Regions from separate parts of the Hordeum vulgare genome. Here region 2 is linked to region 1. A link is a contact called in public Hi-C data. All regions are on one chromosome and are shown on one strand. Each heading gives the region's core, a stretch centred on a gene start, on an enhancer-like site or on the middle of the called end of the contact. The rest is flanking DNA. Distances are from core to core; before and after follow the strand shown.

The links. Hi-C and Micro-C count contacts between places; a contact is called where the count stands out from the background.
Region 2: a contact with region 1 is called in a Hi-C map of leaf, with 5 times the contacts expected there. The contact joins the promoter of LOC123395880 here to the enhancer-like site in region 1. A contact is called at or near these places in 4 of 6 Hi-C or Micro-C datasets (leaf and seedling).

The regions. Positions count from the first base shown.
Region 1 is chr5H:15,416,035-15,423,231 of MorexV3_pseudomolecules_assembly, reverse strand. No RefSeq gene overlaps it. Among protein-coding and RNA genes, the nearest start is that of LOC123399074, 140 kb to the right of the region's middle. Within about 2 kb of position 2,786, at least 2 of the 3 cell types and tissues checked have open chromatin away from gene starts, as enhancers often do. A contact at or near this core is called in leaf and seedling, where this site is marked.
Region 2 is chr5H:15,782,860-15,790,056 of MorexV3_pseudomolecules_assembly, reverse strand. LOC123395880 (9-cis-epoxycarotenoid dioxygenase NCED5, chloroplastic-like) reads left to right here and starts at 4,257. Exons shown (of 1, transcript XM_045090912.1): 1 at 4,257-6,802. The coding sequence starts at 4,431. The coding sequence ends at 6,254.

The DNA of each region.
Region 1 (7,197 bases), core at 1,537-4,036:
AACCAGTACGATTTGTGAAGTCAAAGTGTCTCTAATATAAAATTTGTGTTAAGTCAAACTATCTCTAATTTAACTAACTTTACAGGAAAAAAGTTTTATCACTCAAAATAACAAATAAATATCTTAGATTCATTATGGGATGTAGTTTCGTATTATATTGTTTTTTTCAATTTTTAAATATAAGACCTTTGAGATATTTCACTAAGAACTAACTACATACGAATGTATATATATAGACATATATTAAAATATAGATCCATTCATTTTACTTCATATATGGTTCATATTAAAATTTCTAAAAGCGATTATATTTAGTAACGGAGAGGATATATTTGGTATTATAGGTATCGATATGTTTTAATATAAATTTGGTTAATGTTTATAAGGTTTGACGTGACAGAAATCTTATACAGAGAGCAAAAAGACTGGACAGGGTGTATTTGTGTAACTAAATTTGCAGGAAACTAATGAGTCGTACGTATCACACTACTCCTAAAACCCAGTAAATAATGCACAAAACGTGTCCCAGTTAGATGCGAGTGTTTCTGCCAATTAATATTCTCACTTTGAAAAGTAAAGTTTCCTTCTCGCTCTTTTGGGTTCAGCACAATGCATGCACAGGAGAAACCAACAGTTCGTTAGTCATCGCAATGTTTAAGATCAGCATTGCCCAAATTAATAATTAAAACCGGCCGTGACCCGTGAGCTAATTAAGTAATGGTTTGTTTCGTTCGCCGACAACAGTAACATGTTAGTGCAGCCATCAGCCAAACACATGGTGGCATAACTACGTTATCCAGCTGCAATCTACTAGCACAACACCTGCATGCAGGAGCACTATAAAGTAGGTTGATGGCAACGTGTCACGCTAACACAGAGTATTTAACTAGTCACGATCCACATGTGTAAGTTTGTTAACACCAAGCTTGATTAATTAGCTAGCAACAGGATGCTAGTACTCCTCCTACGTGGTTCCAATTATCCACGGAACCTTTTCGATCAGATGCTGATGCAAAAGTAGTAACAGCCCCACTCAGAACACAGAAAGAACGTTGAGATATCTATAAAGAAAATAAGGGGTTGACCGGTGTACGTATGAGGTGTATTAGCATTAAGACAGTACACTACTGCCACATGACCGGTTGACCCTGGTTGCTAACAAAGCACATTCCTCTAGCTGGTAATCTCAGTGGATAATGACAGTGACAATTGGGAAAATGTCAACCCACCAACAAGACCCTCGTGCCATGCTGCCCGCATGTTCCACTTCGGATGGTCGATCGACATCTGGTCAATTCCGATCCACTTGTTGATAAAATGCTAAACAGTGAACATGCACAATCCAGCTTTTTTGCTATTAACTCCTGATTAGTTATAATATTAGAAGGGTAATGCGCTTTCTATATCTAAATAGCTAGTCCCACTGAATTATTTCTCCCAACATGCGGACTATGCCACCTAAACATGTAAATATGCATGGAAAAAATCCCAGCTTATTAATAAAATATAATTAACCATATGTGGTTTTAGTTTTATTTTGTATATATTATTCATCCAAATATCCATGTTCGAAATAATTGAACATCATGAAAGTAAAGTTCAGCCAATTCCCAGGGTACCATTTTGTTGTTAAAGGGGTTTGATCCCATGGACTTAGTATGATCTAAACTAGTAGCTCTCTTTGATCTGAATTAATTGTCGCAGCTCTAGTACCACATGACTACACCCAACTTAATATTTTGAGAAATGACCAGTGCAAGGTACATTCAGACAACATCCACCTATGCTCGCATAACACTACTCACAAACCGAAACCACCGAGCCTCAATATTTACAAAATTATCACATGCATCATAGGTACGTCTCCAATCACTAGGAGGATAAACCACTTTAATAGAACACATATGATTTCAACGTGGTGATTGGTTCCTGGTGGACAATGGTACAAACCGCCTTTATCATCATCCAGAGTCAACCCAAGAATGCTTGGCTCTCCGGCTACACTCATCCTAGTTGATCCAACACTTATGGATAGATGAAGTAGATAACACACTATGGTTCCAAATTTGGAAAAAGATCGATAATGGTTAGTGTAGAGTCCACACAAGTTAACCAAGCCAATCAAGCCATATATATACACCTGGTGCAACCAAAGACTAATATAATGCTTACTTTTTAATACATGGTGATCAAATTAACCCTACTAATTAATATGTAACCATAGTAGTCCCTCCATTTACTAGTAAAAGGTCACTTCATATTTTTATGTCGAACTTTAACCATTAATTTTACCAACAAAATGTGAGCCATATGTCATAAGAAGTATGACACTGGATGCACATTTCAAAGAACTTTTTGATAAAAAAAATTGATGACATATGACCTGCAGTATTTTGCTGACAAAAATTATAAATCAAAGTTTAACCCGAAAAACAAAGTGTCTTGTATATAAAACCGGAGGAAGCATATAGAAACTGAAAAGGAAAGAACCATCATTCCTACTTTGGCTTGCACGTAGACATACGAGCGCTCCTTCACTGAGCATGTAGCTAGACGCGTCACCGGCACATCTGCAATACGTACATATATACGCACGGCACGTAGATGTGTATATATATACAAAAACATATATTGTATTTGGCGAGGTCGACCTGAAGGATCGAGTGGCGCAACCTCTGACCTGTCGTCTACGGCACTTCAAGTGTACGCATGCAACTAGCTAGCTAGCCAGAGCAACTGGCTACCACACTCACTGTGCTTAATTTGCACACACATGCAAGCTAGCTACAGAAGCTGGCACGTACACATGCACCACGCAAGAATAAAACAAGGAAAACGATCAACGTCCCATTGTCCAGAAGAAACAAGAGAGATTAATTCAAAGGAAAACAAAAACTAGGGGAGGACAGTGACTGATTGATGCATTGGTGTTCGATCGGTAGAAGTGACATGGACAGCAACGGACAAATATAATATAAATGATTAGTGATAACTGTATTTTTTATTAGTGATAACCTGCAATTCATAATTAGTTGTGTGATGATGATAGCGACTAGCGAGGCGAAAGAGTTGACCCAAGTAAACCCGACCCGGTCAATGTGGAATGATTATTTCCGAGCACAACTAGTAAAAGAAAAGATTATTTTGGTCCACAAAGATGCTCATGGGTTGCCACCTTGGGGCATCTCACTCTAGATTGCCAAGTTTATTGTGAGCGTTAACTAGCTAGCTGCCGTTGAGGATAAACCCCATACCTGCATGGCACATATAGACGGATGGATAGACAAAGACGAAAGAGAGAAGCGTGGCATGCATGCATGACCACTTAATTCGTTTTCTGCAACATATATAGGAGAAAGACGCATGCAGTGATGCAATCAAGCAGGAATTACGCAGGCCGATTTGGGACACGGCCAGCTAAAAGAATACGAGAACTTATATACCATACTTAATTCATAGACATGCGAGGTGGCGCCATGGCATTGCAAGATGTTGGATGCATGGAACGCACGCTAGATTACAAACGAAATAGAATTGCATGTGTGTCCAGCGTGGTCACACATTTGTAGTCACGCTAGTACCAAATTCGGTACTTCTTTATATATATTCGTTGCCATCTTAACAAATGCATATATTGGTTCCCGCTTTATAGGCGATCGATGATCAGTCGTACGTGGTGATGAATAAACTAGCACGTCGCATTTTCCTTGAGAAGCATAAAGTATCCCCGGCATCACAGTGACGAGATGTAAGCTATATATATGGCTAGGTGATAGATGGATGTACTCTAATTAGTTGTCTATAAGCTTATAGTTAACTAAACCGGGAGTGACGTGTCTAACATTGTTGATAAAATAGTGCAGAGAAGTCAGTGACAGTAGATTCTTCAGGCAGACAGGTAGGTAGGTAGGTGTCTGTGTGGGCGTGCGCGTGGCTGGAGCTGCCACGTTGATGCATCCGGCCTACACCTGAAGCCAAGCAGGCAGCGCCCATGCAGCCTTGCCTTCCTCCAAGGGCACACCACCTCCCCCGGGTACCACCCGGCCCTGCTATATGCCACGTATGTGCATATATAATTTCACTTTTATTTTATGTGCTATGATTTATGTATATGGATATGGAGACGAGACAGCGAAAGGGTCTAGCCACTGGCGTGGGGTGGCGTCTCTGAATATATCGATGCCGTAAACTTCACAAGAGAAAATCATCTATAGCCGCCGGACATAGCAAGTATGACTTCCTAGCATATCCCCATTTGTTCATGTGCACAGCCACGTTCTTTATTTTTTTTCCTTATATGCCCCATCATTTATATATGATTGATGGAGAGGAAGAAAGAGGAAGAAAAGAATGAATAAAGAAAAAGGAAAAGTGATTCGGGGTGGGTCTCGTCTTATGTGGTGGAATGACCGGGCGTGCTCGGACGTGTCCATGAGCCCTCATATCCTTCCTATAATTGAGATGCATATGAGGGTTGACATTAGGGATGATATGAAATGTCCGGTTGAGTTGCTTTTTTCTTCTCTCTTTTATTTGACCGCTGATCGGGCCTGTTCGTGGATGTATGAGGGATTGTTTGAGGCAATGCGCTTATAGACTCTCTAAGAGAGTCCATGGATCAAGAGTCTGCTTGTCCTTACGTGGTGTGAGAAAGGGTGTATATGTTTAGTCATTACATGGTTTACTCAAAAGAAGTCGGGTGGTAGGATTGGCCATATTAACCAGATACAGAACTTCTGAACCACAAGAATCAGTTTGTTAACTAATTTGATCATCGATTCTAGAAAACCAAATTTAGCTTGAAAATTCAGTTCTTGTCGTCAAGCACGCAAAATAATCAAAAGTAATTACAATCCGCAGGACCAATAGCATCTGATAACAGTATGGAACCCAACAAATGCTACACCAACCTCCCGACCTTGCACACCTCTCCATTGTTTCTCGCCATCCTACTTCTCTAGCAACCAGCAAACCAAAAGGTTGATGTCCCTCGTTCCGCCGACTCCTCTGCTATGATTTTCCCGGTCAACACATGTGTTGTGTCACCGCCTCTCTTGAGATATCCTGGCGGCAAATTCTTCACCGACTCGTCCTCTCCAGCTCTTCGGTTTGTTTGGTAAAAGATAAGAACCAATGAAATTTTGGTCCACCAAGGTTTTCACTTTTATTTTCTAGAGAATCAATCAGTCCACATTCTAACCAATCAAATTTCTTTCAAACCCGATGAACGGAATCGATCAGTTCAACCTAACAAAGCACCGAGATGTATTAGGCAGCCCACATATTTACACGGCTAAATTTGTTAAATACTTTTGAAGAGACCGTTGACCTATCTTTTTCTTCGATAATGTGTCTCTCCTAGCTGACCATGCGCCTCTCCCGACAAACATGTGGCTTTCATGTCAGGTTGCAGATGCCCCTTTGTGAGCTTCCTGGTATTAATTAATAGATTAGCATTGATTTCTCTAGTTTTTATCTTCATCTTGGTTATGGTGCATAAACTAAGATAACTGATATACCGGGGTGGAGGGAGTATTTTGATTCGGGCTGACTAGCGTCATCCACGTAGCCCATGGGGGCTACCATGTGGGGGCACCTACCCGAGGGCTTTTCGGTGCCTCCTTTTTACACCGGTGAATATTCAAAAGGGCAGTGCTAGGCGCTAGCGGACCGGCGCTAGCTTTTGCCGGTCGGACCCCAACCGTTTGATACAACGGTTAAAGACTGTCAGATTTGTTTACCGTTTCGTCCCCCCCTCGCGAGTCAACGCCCCGAGCACCGCCGACACCCCTGCCCCGCGCTTGAAGCACGACTACAACATCCTTGTCGCTGGTCGGCGCCCTCGGCAGATGTCCTCGCCGGTCGGCACCCTCGTTGGCCGTCCGCATCGCCGGCCACCGCCCGCACCTCGTTGGTCGTCCGCATTGCCGGCCGCCGCCCCTCATCCCCAGCTCTACCCCCATGCAATAGTTGTGCCCTCCGGGTTGCAACTCCATGTGTCGCTTGAAGCGTTTTCCCCTCTGAGATGTAGCACCGCCATGCCGTCGGTCCGCAGCTCCCCGGTGTCACCGCTCCCATCATCGTCGGTATGCTGTATCGGTTGAAGCTTTATTCACGGTGGTTGAAGCTATTTTCACGAGTTGAAGCTTTTTCCATCAACGGTTGAAGCTTTTTCCATCAACGGTTGAAGCTTTTTCCATCAATGGTTGAAGCTTTTTCCACAACGGTTGAAGCTTTTTATATGTCGCTTGAAGCTTTTTGCTAGTTGTAGAAAAAGTGACAGGCTTTCCTCGTTGGTCTGTGGTTGAAGCTTTTCAAACATATGATTGAAGCTTTTGTGTCAACGATTGTAGCTTTTTGTGTTTCGCTGTCGCCGGTTGAAGCTTTTTATATCGTCGGTTGAAGCTTTTTTCCTAGCCGGTTGAAACTTTTTTCATCACCGGTTGCAGCATTCGCGTCTTGCGTGATGGGTGGCCCTTGATTCCCCTCGTCTCTGGTTGAAGCTTTCGATAATGCCGATTGTAGTATTTCTTATCGCCGGTTTGAAGCTTTTTTCGTCGCCGGTTGCAAAAAAGCGATGCTGGTTGTAGCTTTTTCAGGAGGGTTGTAGCTTTGACGCATGAACTTGCAGCTTCGGCTTCGCAACCTCGCCCGCGATGCAAACTCTTGCCAGCAACCTCGCTGCCATCTATCTTCTGGGAGAGGGAAAGGGAGAGGTGGGGTGGCCCTCATCGACGGCACAACGAACACAACAAAAAGAGGAGTGGTGAGGGAGGATGGAGGAACAGGAAGAAAAACTGCAGGTGGACCCATGTTAATATGCCGCCAGAAAGCGCCGAAGCGTTTTTTTATCCAACCGTCCACGTGCGTCCGGCGTAAGGTTTTCGCCGGCGCGCGGGTGGTAAACGTTTACCTATTTAAAAATGTTATCCTCGATTTATTTTTCTTTCCCACTATGTCATTGCCATTGGCAACCTACATCATTTATTTATATTTGTAGGGATGAAATTTCCACGGCCTGCTTGGCCGCGGCGTCTAGACGCCCCAACGCTTCCGGCCAGGCAAAGGATGGCCGGTTCCCCGCTTTGTTGGAGCTACGTACAAAAATAAAATAAAATAATAGACAGATCTTGTACAAGTTGGTGCCGATACTCATGAGCACGGAAAACACGCTACGTACGTGTGTTCAGTGAACAA
Region 2 (7,197 bases), core at 3,008-5,507, 370 kb before region 1:
CCAAGGGTCCCTTGAACTGTTGGGCGTGTAGCTTCAAACAGCAACAATGTGCAACCTACCCAACCTCAATTCCTGGATACATCCGTTGGTTATCGCCGCTAATTGGTAAGACTGGCAATGGAGGGGATGCATCCGATTCCTCCCCATAATCAAGCAACAAGAAACAAAGTCGGTGTGAGCCCCATGCACGCATGCCCCTGATGCGTCGTGCTTCTCGTGCTAACCTGCAAAATTGATTCATGGATACCATCAGCCGAACGAGAGGTAGGCCATGCAATGACGTTTAGGCTCCGCTTTTCCACATTCACGCCCACCACATGCTCTCCATGTTGAATCTAAAGGATGGATGTCAAATAATGTTCTCTTCTTTTTTTGGGCACCTTTTACAGGAATACCTACATAGTACACACTCCCAAGTTAAGCAATTCCGGGTCAGCAGGGGCTCTGATTCCGTGTGGACTCGTGATAACTAGTGGTTAGGCACTTGACAGTGCAAATTAACGCCCGAATTAATTCTTCTTTTTGCAGCCAGTGTTTGGTAGCGTGCATGCAGTGCAACCGGAATGGTACGTTCGCAGCTAGGCCGCTCGTTCCATGGAGACCGACGCGTCCACGGGAGGGGGACGAGCAATCTGACCGAAAACGCCAAATAGACAGATACAGATTTTGTGTACGTATACCTAGGGGAGAAGGAAATCCTAGGGTGAAGGGTGGTGTGGAGGAGAGACGAAGGCCGGCCGGCTGGACCAAGACGTTAGTTGCACTTGCATGCCACCATTTGATTTGTGGATGTGTGCATCTGACGATTAGGTTGTGTCCATCGGTATCGCATAAATCTAAGCAGATACCGAGGGGCTCCAGTTCTTGTCTAACTAAAGACGAAAGGAAATTGGCGTTTTGGGCGCCAGGTATTGTCAAAATAAATGAAAATCATGTGAACGGGTTCCAAATATATTTAACTTTTTTCTGCACATATACATGTAGATATGGCCTTACAATTTGCATGTTTCATTAAAAATGATTATTTGTAAGCTGCACCGAAAACGGTATAAAGATTTTAATCTTAATTTTTAAATATGCAGTTCAAGTTTTGAAGCAAAGTTCCACTACAGACTCGGAATTTTAGAGTACTCTCGAACAAACATGTGCCCTTAATTTTGGGGAAACCAGTATCTAGTATAGTTTTGCGCTAATTTGCATTGAAGATTGCACACGACTTCGGAAAGATAATGGAAAAGGTAAAATGGATTTTAAGTTTATGTTAATGATTATAAGAGGTACCACACATTTATTTGTTGGGTGGGGGAGTATATTAACATTTTTCTTATAGGTGCAAAGAATGCATCGTTAGAAATACCCATAAACAGGCAAAATGCTCAATACCTTTATACATGTAAGCTCATATGAAAAATTGAGAGCCATTTATCTTGGGGAACCATTCTTTGTTAGTTTTTTTAATGTTCTATTTGCCTCCATCTCCCCTTCTAAAGTGAAAACCTCTATATAGGTCAAAATCCGAGTGAAATACATGTGTTGTTTCGACACGAAGGAAAAATTCTAATTCCAAACAATTTCGAAGCAAAAGAATACGGATACAAAATTAATACTACAAGAAACTTTGAGCACCGCTTAGTTCTAGGGTAAATCAAAATTATTATTCAAGCATTTAGTGATGCAATGTTTCACTTAAAATGGGTTTTCAGTTACTCGTGTAACTGAGAAATTGTCGAGGACCATGTTACTAGATATCAAAATCCATGCAAGTGCAACAGAATGAAAATATCTATCTCACGACAATTTACAAATGAACCAGCCATAGACCATATTCACTTTGAAAATATTTAACCGATCTCATAGAGGGGCATCAACTTTTAAGTTTGAACTGTGCATACCAAGAACCTGAATTTTCTAGCGAAGCCGTTCCATAGTGAAGTACAATCGACTTGGGTCTAGACCACTTTTTAGCATTTATAAAATAAAAATGTGTCTAAGAACGCATATACCATATACCTTTGGTATCGACATGTGGGACCCCAGATGATAAATATAAAATTATATCTGTGTAATTTAAATCACAAAGAATAAAAGAGGACTACAATAATCATAATGTTTTTCAATTTTTCATAGATGAAATAAACAAGTTGCTAATGTTTTCTAAATATGGGTGTTATTGGTGAAACATGACCCAAAATAATTGAAATTTATGAGAAATGTTAGTGGCATATTCTTAAAATATAACTGAAATAATTGAAATGTGTGTGAAAATTATGAGGTATCTTTCTAAACTATTTTCTAACAGTAAAAAATGTGTGCCCATAACTATAATATTTTGAAATTGACAGAATAAATACTAAAGTATAGATTAGAAAACAAGGAACTATAGATTATTAATTTTGAAAAGGAGTTCTTAATATTTTTAAAGTTAGTGAATATGACATAAGTATTTGGAATGGGTGTGGGAACATTTCAATTATATCTGTAAATTATGTTGAAACAATGAAATTTTGGTAGCAAGATGTTTTTGAATTGATAGAAAAAATAGTAAAAGAATGAAAATAGAGTGAAATGCCTCCTAAATTTATTTATATTTGATTGGATTAACTGAAATTAATGAGTTATTTCTAAAAATTAAAAAATTAAAAGTGATTGTTACAATTGATTTTCGTAATAAACATAGTTTTTGATGACAAAAATATTTAACCTATCCAAAGGAAAAAAGTTCTTTTTTAGAACAACACTAACTTATTTGAAAAAATAATTTTTGTGAGTCATGTTAAGGTTATATGAAATGTTCAAAGTATCAAATATTATTTCTAGTAAATTATTCAATATTTTTTTCAAATATATTTCCAATCTGCGTATAATATATGTATACTATTTCTGAAACATAAAGAAAAATGTGTAGAAAATAATAAAATTGTGTACCAATATACATACGTAAATGTTTAAAAAACCTAGCACCAGCTTTGTAATTATTGCAAATCGAACGTTTTCATGGCAAATTATGTTGGTGTTTCTTTTATCAAGCATGTCAAATCCTTGCGACGTTTAGTTTTGTTTTTTGCTAGGATTTGCCATGCTTGGTAAAGAAAATTTTCATTTGCAGGACAACATAGTTTGTCATAAAGAAATTTGATTTTCCATGAGTTACATATTTAGTTGGTTTTGAAACTTCATTTTTCGTGACTGTGAGAAATGGTGTGAATGTCTACTCAATTAATTAAATACGACTAAAACTATTAAAATTTGCATCAATATATCTGAATCCGTTTGAAACAAAAATACTTACAATTGAAAACATTATTGATTTTTCTAATTCTATGAGAAGGAACATTGGTTAATTAGTTTTGCAAATATTATTGTTTTGAGCGCCTTGCGTGAGGTCCATGTCGAATACCGAGCTACATAAAATGCAGATACAAATCTAATCAAAGAGAATACGTTGTTTGTGATGTAGTATAGCACTAATACTCTCTCCGTCACGGTTTAGAAAGCAAAATTAAAATTACTTGTGTTTTGATAATAAACAACGTTCAGGACGCATTGCATTACTCATAATAGTTAATTACTAGTACAATGTTGTACTCCCTCCGTTTCTAAATATAAGTCTTTTAAGCGATTTCAATAGGTGTCTACATACGAAGCAAAATGATTGAATGTACATTCTAAAGTATGTCTATATACATCCATATGTAGTCCACTAGTGAAATCTGTACAAAGACTTATATTTAGGAACGGTGGGAATATTATTTTTATCCGTATGCATAATGTGAATGCTATTTTTAAGTTTATCCCACAGCCAATCAATAACTATTTAGGTTTCAGAAAATTTTCAAATACACCTTCTAAACGGCGAAGGAAGGAGTACCTCGATAAAAAAAAAAGATTATAGCACTAATACCTTTCGAGGTGTCAGCATGCTATTGGTTGAGAGCACTCGTTTGCCCTCGCATCAACACGAGGCACAAGTAAACGCGTAGGGTGAAAATCCCCAAACTGCCCCCACGCGAACAACGGGCAGGCGAAAAGGAGAAGCGAAAACGAGCAGGAGAGGAGGAGGAAAAAGGAAAGGAGAAGAGAAAAGAAGAGAAAAGTGGTCGTCGTCTCGTCGGGAGTGGGGGTGTGGGGAGTGAACCACGTGGTCTCCTGCCACTCCGGCGCGACGACTCACCTCACCTCACCTCCTCCCCCTGTCCCTTCTCCCCCCCTCCCAAACTCTATAAATATCCCTCCCGCCTTCCCCCACCCTCACCATCCCATCTCCCTCACTCCCATCACCCACTTCCTCTGCTCTCCCTTCCCTTCGCCCCCCACACCAAGATCGCCGATCGTCCGCGCTCGCTCGCCGGAGAGAACTCGAATCGATCGGACCAGCTCTCTTCTTCTTCTTCTTCTTCTTCTTCTTCTTTTACTTCTCGCGAGGATCAGCGATGCAGACTCTGTCGGCGCAGCCCCTCGCCTCCTCCTCTTCGATACAGCGCCACCATGGGCGCCGACGCGGCCCCGGCTCCGTCCGGTTCGCTCCCCGCGCGGCCGCCGCGGCTGCCGCCACGTCCACCAGCACGGCCCGCTCGCCGGCGTACGTCTCGTCGCCGTCCACGAGGAAGGTGCCCGGGTACGAGCAGTCGTCGCCGCCTGCCATTGCCTCGCCGCAGAAGCAGGGGAGCAGCGGCGGCGAGGGCGAGCAGAGCCTCAACTTCTTCCAGCGCGCGGCGGCCGCGGCGCTCGACGCGTTCGAGGAGGGGTTCATCAACAATGTCCTGGAGCGGCCCCACGCGCTGCCGCGCACGGCCGACCCGGCCGTGCAGATCGCCGGCAACTTCGCCCCCGTCGGCGAGCAGCCCCCCGTGCGCGCCCTCACGGTCTCCGGCCGCATCCCGCCCTTCATCAACGGCGTCTACGCCCGCAACGGCGCCAACCCCTGCTTCGAGCCCACGGCCGGCCACCACCTCTTCGACGGCGACGGCATGGTCCACGCCATCCGCATCCGAAACGGCGCCGCCGAGTCCTACGCCTGCCGCTTCACCGAGACCGCCCGCCTCTCCCAGGAGCGCGCCGCGGGGAGGCCCGTCTTCCCTAAGACCATCGGCGAGCTCCACGGCCACTCTGGCATCGCGAGGCTGGCCCTCTTCTACGCGCGCGGCGCCTGCGGCCTCGTCGACCCGTCCCACGGCACTGGTGTTGCCAACGCCGGCCTCGTCTACTTCAACGGCCGCCTCCTCGCCATGTCCGAGGACGACCTCCCGTACCAGGTCCGCGTCACCGCCGGTGGCGACCTCGAGACCGTCGGCCGCTACGACTTCGACGGCCAGCTCGACTGCGCCATGATCGCGCACCCCAAGCTCGACCCTGTCTCCGGCGAGCTCTTCGCGCTCAGCTACGATGTCATCAAGAAGCCGTACCTCAAGTACTTCTACTTCCACGCCGACGGCACCAAGTCCGCCGACGTCGAGATCGAGCTCGACCAGCCCACCATGATCCACGACTTCGCCATCACCGAGAACTTCGTCGTCGTGCCCGACCACCAGATGGTGTTCAAGCTCGCCGAGATGTTCCGCGGCGGCTCGCCGGTGATGCTCGACAAGGAGAAGACCTCCCGCTTCGGCGTCCTCCCAAAGTACGCCAAGGACTCGTCGGAGATGATGTGGGTGGACGTGCCGGACTGCTTCTGTTTCCACCTCTGGAACTCGTGGGAGGAGCCGGAGACGGACGAGGTGGTGGTGATCGGCTCCTGCATGACCCCCGCAGACTCCATCTTCAACGACACGGACGACCACCTCGAGAGCGTGCTCACCGAGATCCGGCTCAACACGCGCACCGGCGAGTCCACGCGGCGGGCCATCCTGCCGCTGGAGAGCCAGGTGAACCTCGAGGTCGGCATGGTGAACCGCAACATGCTGGGCCGGAAGACGAGGTACGCCTACCTGGCCGTGGCCGAGCCGTGGCCCAAGGTGTCCGGGTTCGCCAAGGTGGACCTGGTGACCGGCGAGCTGACCAAGTTCGAGTACGGCGAGGGCCGGTTCGGCGGCGAGCCGTGCTTCGTGCCCATGGACGGCGAGCACGCGCGCCCCGGCGCCGAGGACGACGGCTACGTGCTCTCCTTCGTGCGCGACGAGGACGCCGGCACATCCGAGCTCCTGGTCGTCAACGCCGCCGACATGCGGCTCGAGGCCACCGTGCAGCTGCCGTCCCGGGTCCCCTATGGCTTCCACGGCACATTCATCGGCGACGCCGACCTCGACGCCCAGCACTAATCGATTCCTTGGTTCTTTGACTACGCCTCAACAACGCCATTGCTCCTCTCGCCCTCCATCCCTCCCATCTTCTCGGATGAGAAGCAGAGGAAGCAGGGCAAGGAAAATTTGGAGGGAAAAAAAGCTTTTCCAGAGGGAGCCACAGAGAGAGGTCCCCGGAAGAGGAAACAGTTAGCGGCGGTTACTCATCACCACTCTCTTAATCACTTGGTTTTTTGGTTGCTTCCTTTTTTACATTCTCACTAAGTATTTACTAGTGCATGGTAGAATCATCAGGGTAGTATAGTAAATACTAGGGGGAATTTAGAGAGGTAGGGAGAGAGCTTGAAGCTTTGGCACTGTGGCTGTACAGGGTGCTGAGAGCTCAGCTGGATCCTGTTTTTCTAGAGAGAAGACAAGAGAGAGGAATTGAACCACCCAGTTGTGCTGGAGCAACTGAGGTGCTGTTGGGGACTCAATTCCTTTTCTCTGCTGTGTATATACACTCCTCATGATCACTGTGATATAGTAGCAGTAGTAGTAATAATAAAGCTTGACCATCTTCATCATCTTCCAATGTGTCCATTGCTCTGCTCTTCCCACCAAGTGTCCATCTCCTTCATTTCTCTTGGATGCCGACAAGTCCCGAACGCTTAGGATTTTGCCGGTGGCAAACCGAACGGTTTTTTTTGGCAATTTATATATGCAGGGATCACATGTTTACTTGCTAACCATGACAATTCTGCTCTTTGTTTGTTTTCTGTCAAAAGAATTATCGTGCTTGTCTATAAATTTTGCCATTAACATTGTCATAGAAAACAACGTTTAATTTGTCATGGGCAATTCTCGAATGTTTGACATTTATCATTTCCTTTTTTTTACTGAATTGGGCCCAGTAAATTTCTTAGATAATTTTTACTGAACTGTTATTTTCTTTAGGAAGAGATTGAATGGATCAAATTAA